Linked DNA regions of Lactuca sativa: region 1 is linked to region 2. Evidence: chromatin contacts called from public Hi-C data. All regions are on one chromosome and are shown on one strand. The core of a region is the stretch at or near the end of the contact, and the rest is flanking DNA. Distances in the headings are between cores, read along the strand shown.

Region 1 (5,670 bases), core at 169-2,668, 170 kb before region 2:
TTATGGTGAATCTAACATGATGTTCAATGTAGGAAATTAAAGTTTTTTACTTTTTACAAATTACAATTTACCTTGTGCGGAGGTTGTTGACAATAACAGTGATGCGCACCATCACACCTTTTGCAAAACATAAGCTTGTTTGGGTCACCAGTCCTTCTGCATACCTGGTTTTTTATTAAAAAAAATGTATATTTATATGATTATATGATTTATATAGCAATAGCATGAATGAAAAAAGTTAGAATCGACTGAAAATATATACCTCACATGTACGACATGAAGGGCAAGCCCAAGAACTCCAGTGAAACAGATCTGATATAAAAACCCTAAGTTATCAAGATTCAAGAATTATGAAACATGTTAGCAAGTAGCAACAGGAGATTGTACCTCTATTTTGAGCCCAAGACTTCACACAGCTTCTGTGATATTTCTTGTTACAAGTTTTGCATGGTAGCATCTTTCTAGCTCTCTCACTTCCTTCGTTTTCACCTGAGAAACAGAGGCGACACATAACTTTGGCATTTGAGAGGCCTTGTTCATCTGCAGCAAGATCTTTAGCGACTCCCTGCATAAAACATATGCACAACATCCATTAATGCTGATTCAGTGTAGAAACATGTAACACAGCTTGATTCATGGCCTTAGCAGATCAATCACTGCATCTCATTATTAAATGACTCTATTTGAAAACCCATACAATTACCAAATTACAGAAAACGAAACCTTTTGTCTGGCTCAATAGTCAATACAACCACATTTTGCAACAATGATCACCAGAACTCAAATTCAAAAGAGAACTTACCTCAGCCATATCCCCAGATTCAAATCTACGAGCAAAATCTTCCGCCGCCACAGACGCAGCAGCAGCCTTCTTCTGCATCGCCGCACGCTTAGTCTGAGCGGACAACAACTCCTCCGCCGCATCCCCAACCCCACCCCCATCCACAATCGCAGAAGCATTAGGAGTCACAATCGCCTGGATCGGAGGAGGAAGAGGAGGAGGGGGTGGAGATGCAACAACTACCTTCGGTACAAGAACCTGAACCGACTTTGGTTTACCATAAATCAATGACGGATTCTTAAAAATCGCATCAACCCTAGCCGCTGCCTCCAAGAACTCAATCTGCCCCTTCTCGCTCCGTAGCTCCGATGGAAACCCCAGCTTACAGTTACAGATTCGTCGGCTGAAATCGAAAGAAAGAGACGGATTTAGAGTGAGAAAATAAGAGAGGTACGAGGTAGAGAGATAGAGAGTAGTACCATGTAATTGGACATGCGACATGAAAGGCCATGATATACGAATTTGGGGTTTTTTTGGTGAGAATTTTTTGAGGTTTTAAAGGTTTAGGGCGATTTTGATTTTTTAGAAAAAGAAAATATTAATTGAAAATAAATTTGGGGGAGAAAAGGCGATGTACAGTTCCCATTAGTGGGTGAATTTATGAATAGGATAAAGAAGAAGACGATTGATACGACGCCGTTGGTTCTTTGGGTTAATTATGTAAGATCACCTTCGTAGTTTACTTTGACCACAATTCCACCCTTAGATTACAATGTAATTACTAAAGCAACCAAATATGAGTTTTTAGTGATAGTTTATACTTACTTGTAGGGTTAGTTAAGAACTTAAGAATCTTTTTAGGAGACGAACTATCTTGATTATATTTAAGTTGTCAATAAATTTAATTTCTTATATAAAATATCCTTCTTAATAAATGAAAGTTTTTTTTGTCACATGTCAATCTCTTATGAGTTTTGATACTTGTCATTTTATGGTATTTTTGAAGTAAATAATATCCAATTGTCAATTTTAGGTTTTTTCAATTTTTAAAATTAAACTCATTTTCTTATATATGTAAAGTATTGAATATCATATATATGATATTAAATTGTAATAATAAATACATTTCTTTATTTTTTTATTTTAAAGTTGTATATTAAAAAATATTTTATGTTACACTTTAATGTTTAATCTTTTTTTAAATCAACCCGTATAATATACGGGGCTCTCACCTAGTCTATTATATTTAGATGGTGTTGAGACTTTTGAAATGATATTTTGGCTTTTAATTTTTTCAAAAAATTAAAAAATACCAAAACATATTTGGAAAATACAAAAATTCTTTTCAAAAAAACTTTTTGTAGAGAAAAAAAAAACATAAGTTTCAAAAAGTCAGGAAAATATGATTATTTTGACTGTTAATATTTTAAAAGCTAAATTACACTTAAAAATCAAAAAATACAATTCAAATACTTTTTAAAAACAATTTTTGATTTTTGTCTCTTCAACGGTTAAAGTCAAAAAGATTTTTTTGAGTTTAAAAAATAATCTCAAACACCCGTTTATATTTTCTTGATATTTTTCTTGTTATGCGAGGTATAGCATATCAAATTTTAATTTTGGCCTTTTAACCCAAGTTTAAATTTTTATTATGATTTTGGTCTAAATTTTAAACTTTATTATAAATTTGTTCTCAATTTTTTTGTTTTACAAATTTGTTTCAAAATTAATGTTTTTTCTAAATTTATCTTGGCTTTTTTTTAAAAAAAAATCTTTCGCCATTTTTTTTACTTTATTATATTATAGCTTTCTTTAACTTGTATTACGACTTTTTACACATTTATGCAACCTTTTTAAGTTTTTAACACTATTACACAAGCTTTTATAAAAAACTTTAACCTATTAATGAACTTTTTTTTTAACTATTTTACAACCATATTAATCTTTTTTTATAATTCCGTAAAAGATTTTAAAGCTTTATTTACAATCTTTTTAAAATTTTATTTTTAAAACAATATTTTTGTAAAAACGTACGTTAAATGTGAAAATCGCAAATAAAAAACATAAAAATTGATATATATATATATATATATATATATATATATATATATATATATATATATATACCTTAAAAAACATTTATAAGATTTTGTTGAGTTTTAAGAGGTACAAACTAAACTGCAATACATACAATCACTTTATGCAATGTTTTGACCGAATATCACCTTATCCCAACAATCTCCCAAGTTTTTTGCCTAATACCTTCAAATCAGGCTTTAACCCAGCCCTTTAATCCTTGATCGAGTTAAATATTGTGATTTTGGTATGCCCTCCTTATATATAGAGAGTCAATAACACAAAGGTACAAACCAGTCATCTCCAAACAAACTATCGTCGTATCTCCCATTTGCTGTCATTATTAGCTCTGGCATATATAAATCATCGTATCACCGTCTCTCCTCATCCTTCTCAACCTCTAGAAACCATCGCCCCACAACCACTAAACCATCTTTGTTGATATATCTCTCTCTAAAACCACAATCCACCGCTACCACCAGTCAGTGTCGCTACAGCTTAATCCCAAATCCATTCTCATCAGAGTTTCTCTCATCGTATTTTTAAGGTTTTGGTGAACTCCATCACCACTAAAAAACCTAAAACGATTCCGTGGTCGCTATGCTTTGATCGGTAAGCCAAATGATCCTCTATCAATTGCCAAATCTATCTCCTCTAGATGCTCTCCAGTTCCATGGCCATCATGGATAACCATACCAGTTACCCGAATTCCATATTCTCATTAACCTACATCTGATCCATCTTTTCCTTTTGAATTATGAATACACACCCCCATTCTTTCTTTCATCTTAACCCAAACCCCAGACATCTCTAACTCTCTCTTCGTCTCTCTCCATATCTACAAGAAACACGCCTTCTCTTCTCTCCTTTAACTCTCCCCTTTTCTCTTAAATACTCTAAACCTTTAATTTCTTCATTCCTCTACTTACGTACATAATCTAATGATGATTTCTTATTTGTTTCAGGCTTTATTGGAAAAAAGTACAGCCCTTGCTGTTGCTAGGACAGGGCCATTCATTCATGGTGATTTAGGGGAAAAGGGTATCGATTGGAAAAAAAAACTTGATCAAATCCTCCAATTTATCCATTCTTTCTTTCTCTCTCTCTCTCTCTCTCTCTCATCTAAAGAAATACCTCAAATACAACTATATGGGCAATGAATAGGTCGATACCCTTGATTTGATCCTCCATCGAGATGCTTGATGTTGAATCCCAATAAGTATCAATTTATTTTGCTCGATTTGGTGAATTCGTTACTTATATTAGTGTAATTTGTTATGATTTCTAAAATCTATGTAGTCAATCACTTAACTTTTTGTGGAATCCTCACTTCTGATTTTTGCTTGGTCTACACATCAGTCTTTTTAATGTTTAAATGGTCAGTTGTGAAATTGAAGTGACAATTTTTTCTGATTTTTGCATATGTTGCATATCTTCAATCTAAATTTGCATATTATCCTTATCGGTTATGATTCTTCAAATATGATGACTGTTTTCTGAATTGGAGTTGCATTTCATATTTTCCCTTCTGCTTCCGACTTCCCCTACCACATGTCACATGTATCTGTTGATCATATTTTTTTCTTTTACTTCATATTTTGATAACTTATAAGATTCGTTTATGTTTTCATGTTATTTTTTTTCTTTTTTTGTTCTCTGTAGGATGTGCACAACAATTGGAATTTGCATGGGATATGGAGTATTGGAGTTACATTTCAGATTTGTCCCGGGACAACAGACATAACTTAATGAATAAGTCTACTATTTCATGGATTTATGGAAAAGAAATTAGGATTTGGTGGGAGTTCAACTAAACTGCTGACTTTTTCTAATATTTATATATCAGAAACTGGTTTCAGGTTGATGTATATTTGACCCTTTTTATATCATTTCTTTTTCTATTTGATCTAAAAGTTTGGTTATGATTATGGATATTTTATTATGATTTATTTCATTAATATGAGAGAATCAAGGGGGTGCTTCATGATGTTGATGAAAGGAAACAGAATCTGGGGATACAACCGTGTTTATAATGGTAATGCCTTCATCCATCTCTCTCTATCTCTCTCTCTCTCTCTCAAAATTTGTTTTTTATTCATGACAATGAGAAGTATGCGTTTCTGTATAGGACACATAGTTATGTTCAATTTCATGTGTTTCAAAGCAAATTTGTGATTAGTTTTTGTATTTTCAAAATTGTTTGTGGAAATACATAGCTATACTTTCTTGACTTGGTGCTTAATTTGGGTTTATTAAGCAGCATCCATGAATGATTTCTTCACAAATGAGTCAAATCAAATGTTTTGAGTAATTTGTCGTTAATTGCATATTTTTGTTATTAATTTTTGATGTTTTTTATTGTTTGCCAAAATTTGAATTGGTTTTTCTATGGTTTGATGTGAACATTACAAGTTGCAGGTACCCAAAGGTTTGACTACATTAAAAAAAAAACTCATAATGTCCCTCAAAAAAGTCTCAACTTCTGATTATTTCATCTTTTCAAGGTTATTGTGACATTATTGTTCTTACAGATGAATTTAAAAAATCCATAAGTAGATTGTGCTTTTGGTTTTTTACTTTTGCTTTTTGTTGCATTTCTAAGGATGCAGTTTAGTATGAATTGTTTTTGAATAGCTAAATTTTGAATAATATATTTAAAGGAATAAAAAAAGAGTAGTTTTATTTTTAAAGCTTTGAGAAAACTAAACATCATCGTTTTTTATTTTATCTCATTTCGTTGTTTTAAGAAAACAATATTTATGTCTCCAAGTGGTAAATTGTCTACTTTATTTTCAGTTTTGCGGAGAAACTGA
Region 2 (5,647 bases), core at 143-2,642:
GTCGATTGTTATAAAAAGTGGATGATTGTTTGTGTATGTTTGTATGTGTGTGTGTGTGTATATATATATATATATACACACACACACACATACATACATATATCATGGTTGCAGAAATCGCTAATCGGCCGTTAATCGGTGGACTAGCGATTAGGGATTAATCGGCTAGGCGGGGATTAATCGGGAGATTAATCGGGGACCATTAATTATTAAGAAAATTATTCAAAAATTTGTAAATCTAATTTTAATCCTACAAAAAAAGTGATTAATCGACGATTAGGTCCGATTAGGTCCGACTTTGACCTGCGTTGACCAAACCCGATTAGGTCCGATTAATTCCAACTTTGATCTGTATTGACCAAACCCGATTATAGTGACCGATTAACAATAAATCTCATCGGTTGAGGTCAGATTAGCGATTAATCGCCGATTAGGCCGATTTCTGCAATACTGATATATATATAATATATATATATATATATATATATATATATATATATATATATATATATATATATATATATAGAGAGAGAGAGAGAGAGAGAGAGAGAGAGAGAATTTCAAATAATTTCCCTTTAAATTTTCAATTCTTAATATAATTACATACAATATACTTCATACATCCTATATTTATTGTTTATTTTTTATTGTTAAAATATTTATTCATCAATTTCGACCTTAAATATTTTTATTTGTGTTATAAATTACTTGAAAAAACTTATAACAATGAAAAGACATTTAAAACACAATTCATTCATATATTTTGCATTAAACATTATATATAAAAAACAAAAATATTTATGGTCAAAGTTGAAGAATAAAGACTTCGAAAATGAATACTGTACAATAAATATAAGATGTGGAGGGAGTATTTGATATTGTATTATATTAAAAATATTTATTAATATTATTGGTTCGGTTCGGTTAATGGTGATTCAGTTTTAGATGAAAACCATAACCGACCCATATGTATTTGGTTAATTAGAATTAAAAACCGCATCATATTATTTTAGTAATGGTTCAGTTATATTGATTGATTTGGTTATAATACAATTTTTCAGTTAACATGCTCGCCCTAACAAAATTAATAAAATAATTACCGTGCAAATTATTTTTCCAAATAAATAAAATAAAAATAATTGACAAGCGGAAAGAAAAATAATGCGGAGACGTTGAAACGTGGAAGACTTTGGGGAATTCCGTAATTCAGATTTTTTTATAATTATTTTCGTCGTTACTTGAAGTGATTGGAAATCAATGCTGACGTGGAAATCTGTGACCCTTGTCGTTTCAACTTTCAACTTTCAAATTTCTCGTTGACTAATTTGTCGACTAACATGCGCTGGGTATGCGCACTATATACCCACTCTTTTCCAAAGGTCCAACTATGCGCTCTGCGCACCTTGCGTATCCAAGTCTCTCTCCTCTTTATCTCTGTTTCCCCATTAGTTAAAGCTACGTTGACTGAGATAATAACTTCTCTCTCTCTTTGTCAAAAAGCTACAAATTTCAACCATTTTGTGTTGCCGGAATCGCACCTTCGACCTTTGCCGACGTTATTTCCGGTGATATATCCGACCTGCTGCTCTTCTATAATTTTATTGAATCTATGCTGTTCAACTGTCCATTTCCTTGTACCTATCTTTTTAAACTTAGGGTTTTGAAAGGGAACAAGAAGAAATCGTAAATTAGGATCCTCGTGGTCGTTTATCTTTGCTTGTAAATTTGTATTTGTTGTTTATGCAGTTCGGTGTAGTTGTTTAGATGATAGATTGAGATCTATATGTCGACGCTGTTGTTGTAACCGCCGTGGTTTTATCAGCTAAAATCTAGGGTTTTCGAAAGAGCGGTTTGGTACTTTGGAAGTATTTGAAGATATCTGGGCCGTTTTGATGTTATCTATGTTTTCTTCAGATTTAGCGGTTCACACTTGACAATTTATGTTTTTTTCCCTAACAAAGTGAAGAATGATGATGTCTGATTAGTAATTGCTGAAGGTGAGAGGGTTGTTTTATGGTCCTCTTTTTGATTTATCTATTGCCGTGGTAGTGATTTTTGATTAAATATGAAGAGATTGAAGTCGAGTGATGATCTTAACTCTTATGGAGGAGAAAAGGGTGTTTTTAAGGATTGGGGAAGAAAGGACGATGATTCAAATTTGCACCAGTCTTCATCTCACAGAAGTTTTCATTACAAGTCTGAAAGTGGGAAACGGGGTTTATCCTCTTCTTCTTCTTCACGTTATGAAAGGGTAGATGATGATCTTAAGAATCCAAAGCTGACACGGAAAAGGTCAGATTATGATATTGACAGTTACGAGAGGAGAAAGAGCTATGACAGGTATAGGGATAGTAATGAGAGGGGAATCTTGAGTTCATCTCCTCGTGGTGGATATGGTGGTGATCGGGTACACAGATCTGAAAGTTTTTCAGGGCCAAGGAGAGATTTCCCTAAAGGGTTTAGATCAGAAAGAGATCGGTCAAGGCGAGAGGGAAGTGTTTCTTCATGGAGGCGGTTTGGTGGAGGGAAAGATGTGGAGGAAAGCACAAAGAGCGGCAGTGATTCTGCTAGAGGAAGTAAAGCAGCTTCAGAAGAAGTTGGTAATGCAAGGTCCCCTCAGGGAGGGAGAGATGCAAAGTCACCACCATGGTCAAAGGACTCTGGAAGTGAACAGTCAAAGTCTTCAAAGAGTCTTGAAGTGAAGAAGAGTGAAAGTCTTCCAGAAGAAAGTGGAAACAATAGTGAAAGAGAAGAAGGAGAGCTTGAACCTGATCCTGAACCTGCTCCTATTGTCCAGAACATCACTGAAGATCCACCTTCTGGGCCATTAAAACATGAAAATCCCATTGATGACAAATGTGTGGAAGAACCCAAGCGTGATCGAACATGCATTGTTACTGATATCGAAGTACCAGTACCTGTAACGAACAAAGTTAATGAATCATCAACTTCTGAAGATTCTTCAACCCAGAGAACAGGTGAAAATGAAGTTGAAGCTTTGTTTTTGTCAGATAGCCAAAAGAAGGATGCAGCAGAACAAAGCCAAGCTTATAATGATCACAAAGAGGAAGCTAAAGATGTTAAACCTGAGGAAACAAAACCTAAACAGGTAAATGATACAATTCTTGAAGTCAAGGGGGAGAATATGAGCATGGATACAAATACACAAGGACAGGTAACAGAAAATGAAGAACAAAATGTTTCATCTGGATTTGTTAATCATTCTTTTGTGACAAAAGAACTGACCCATAATTTCAAAGATAAGGGAAAAAGTGTTCTTGTTTCAGACTCCGATGTTAATCAAAATGGATCAAGTGGTTTATTGAATGACAAGGAGATTGACATAGAAGGACCAAGTACACGTGGTTTTGATTTGTTCTTTACAGATCCAGTTAAAAAGAGTGAAAGTATCGAGCAAAAAGGATTGAGCAAACCAAAAGATGAGAAACTCTTATTAGAACCACTTGAACTTTCTCTTCGATTACCAAGTGTTCTTTTACCCATTGGTTCTCAAAACCCGATTCAGGGTCCAGATTCTCCAAGTCAAGAAATGAGCATTCAATCACATGCAAGTTCTTTTCAAACAAGTTCTGATGGATTCACGTTATCAAGATCTTTTTCTGGTTCTCAACACTACACCCACAACCCTAGCTGTTCTTTAACTGAAACTTCATTCGACTTTGAACAATCTGTTGGAAGTCGTCCATTGTTTCAAGGTGTGACATGGCAAGTTCAGCCTCCAGATGACACCCCCAAGAACCAAGAACCTCCTCCCATTCAAATGAGCCTCTCAAATGGAAATGGTATCTTTCATCACTCTCAACCTCTTCCAAATGCTCAATCCTTACAATTACACACCACTAAAGTTTCAGAAGGAAGTTATAAATTACCAATTGGACTTGAAAGACAGCTAAGTAGCAACAACAAGAAACAGCCATCGGGATCACAAAGTGTTGGGTCCCACGAAACTGGTTCAGAGCATCATAAAGATAGGAAACGATTAATGAGAGAAGCTATTGGTTCTTTAAGTCAAACCACTGAAATGGTGGAGCCTCTTCTCGCAATGGTGGTTTCAGATCCAGTTCACATCGTGTCAAGAATCTTAAGTGAAATGACAACATCGTCCCTCACAAGTCTAAAAGAATCCGTGCGTGATGTCATTTTAAATCCAAGCAAACGAAGACAATTTTCCACCTTCCGCAAATCCCTCGAAAAAAGGTCGGATATAACCCTAGAGATTCTCTCAAAAGCCCACACTACTCAAATCGAGATACTCGTAGCTTTAAAAACCGGTATCCAAGATTTTCTCCAATCCAACATTGACACGTCATCGTCTGACCTGGCGGAAATCTTTCTCAACATAAGATGCAGAAACCTGACATGTCGAAGCTACATCCCCGTTGACGAATGCGACTGCAAGATTTGTGTTCAGAAAAAGGGGTTTTGTAGTGCGTGTATGTGTCTAGTTTGTTCAAAATTCGACATGGCATCAAACACATGTAGTTGGGTAGGATGTGATGTGTGTCTGCATTGGTGTCACACAGACTGTGGGATACGCGAATCCTACATCAGAAACGGGCGGAGTGCGAATCGGGCCCCGGGTCAAAGTCAAACCGAGATGCAGTTTCATTGTGTTGCGTGTGATCACCCCTCTGAGATGTTTGGGTTCGTGAGAGAAGTGTTTCAGAATTTTGCTAAAGGCTGGACAGCTGAGACACTGTCGAATGAGCTTGAATATGTTAGAAGAATCTTTTCTGCCAGCGAGGATATTCGTGGGAAAAGACTTCATGAAATCTCTCTCCAGATGCTGACTAGGCTGTCTGACAAGGCAAATGTTCATCAAGTTCGGTCCTTTGTCATGGGTTTTCTTACCGGTATGTTTTCGATGATTTAAAATACTACATACCTAACTTTTCATTTTTCTAATAACTACTACTGATTGCAGATGATGATAGTTTGAAGTCAGAGAACATTCAAATTCCACAGGAAGTGTTGAAACCTGGATATGGTGAGAGAGAAAGAGAAAGGGAAAGGGCGATGGTTCATTTGAAACCAGTAGCTGTGGGCCCACGTGAACCGGTTTTTGATGAGCTGGATGGGATTGTGCGGATTAAGTTAGCAGAGGCTCAGATGTTTCAAATGCGTGCAGATGATGCAAGAAGAGAAGCAGAAGGTCTGAATAGGATTGCACAGGCTAAAAGTAAGAAGATTGATGAGGAGTTTGCTAGTAGAGTTGCAAAGTTGCATTTCTCAGAGGCTGAGGAAATCAGAAGACAAAAGTTTGAGGAGTTACAAGCTTTGGAAAATGCACATCAGGAGTATTTTAATATGAAGCTAAGAATGGAAAGAGAGATTAAGGATTTGCTTTTGAAAATGGAAGCTACAAAAAGAAACTTCACCTCATCCTCATGACCATGTCACCCAGGTAGGTTTATTAGTTAATTAAAGTATTATTATTACTATTACTACTACCTTTTGCTTTTGCGTTGCAAGTTTAGTGGGGGTTGGTTGGTGATTAATTTGTAGGTTTACTACTTTGAATTATATTATGTTCTTTTTTTCTTTTTAAGACAGACTAGACTGTACAGAGATTGGTCTTTTATGTTAGATACATGCGTTTTCATCTTCTGAAATGGAATATTAAAAG

Evidence for each region. Hi-C and Micro-C count contacts between places; a contact is called where the count stands out from the background.
Region 1: a contact with region 2 is called in a Hi-C map of leaf, with 4 times the contacts expected there. The contact joins the promoter of LOC111900919 here to the promoter of LOC111900780 in region 2. A contact is called at or near these places in 2 of 4 Hi-C or Micro-C datasets (both in leaf).

Annotation. Positions count from the first base shown.
Region 1 is chr4:50,285,794-50,291,463 of Lsat_Salinas_v11, reverse strand. It overlaps LOC111900919, which reads right to left and starts at 1,418. Exons shown (of 11, transcript XM_023896823.3): 1 at 1,261-1,418; 2 at 803-1,184; 3 at 388-565; 4 at 263-312; 5 at 72-164. The coding sequence starts at 1,292. LOC111900863 (a long non-coding RNA gene) reads left to right here and starts at 3,140. Exons shown (of 4, transcript XR_002853318.3): 1 at 3,140-3,469; 2 at 3,823-3,898; 3 at 4,520-4,892; 4 at 5,654-5,670.
Region 2 is chr4:50,114,832-50,120,478 of Lsat_Salinas_v11, reverse strand. LOC111900780 (protein OBERON 4) reads left to right here and starts at 1,392. Exons shown (of 2, transcript XM_023896692.3): 1 at 1,392-4,874; 2 at 4,946-5,647. The coding sequence starts at 2,066. The coding sequence ends at 5,412.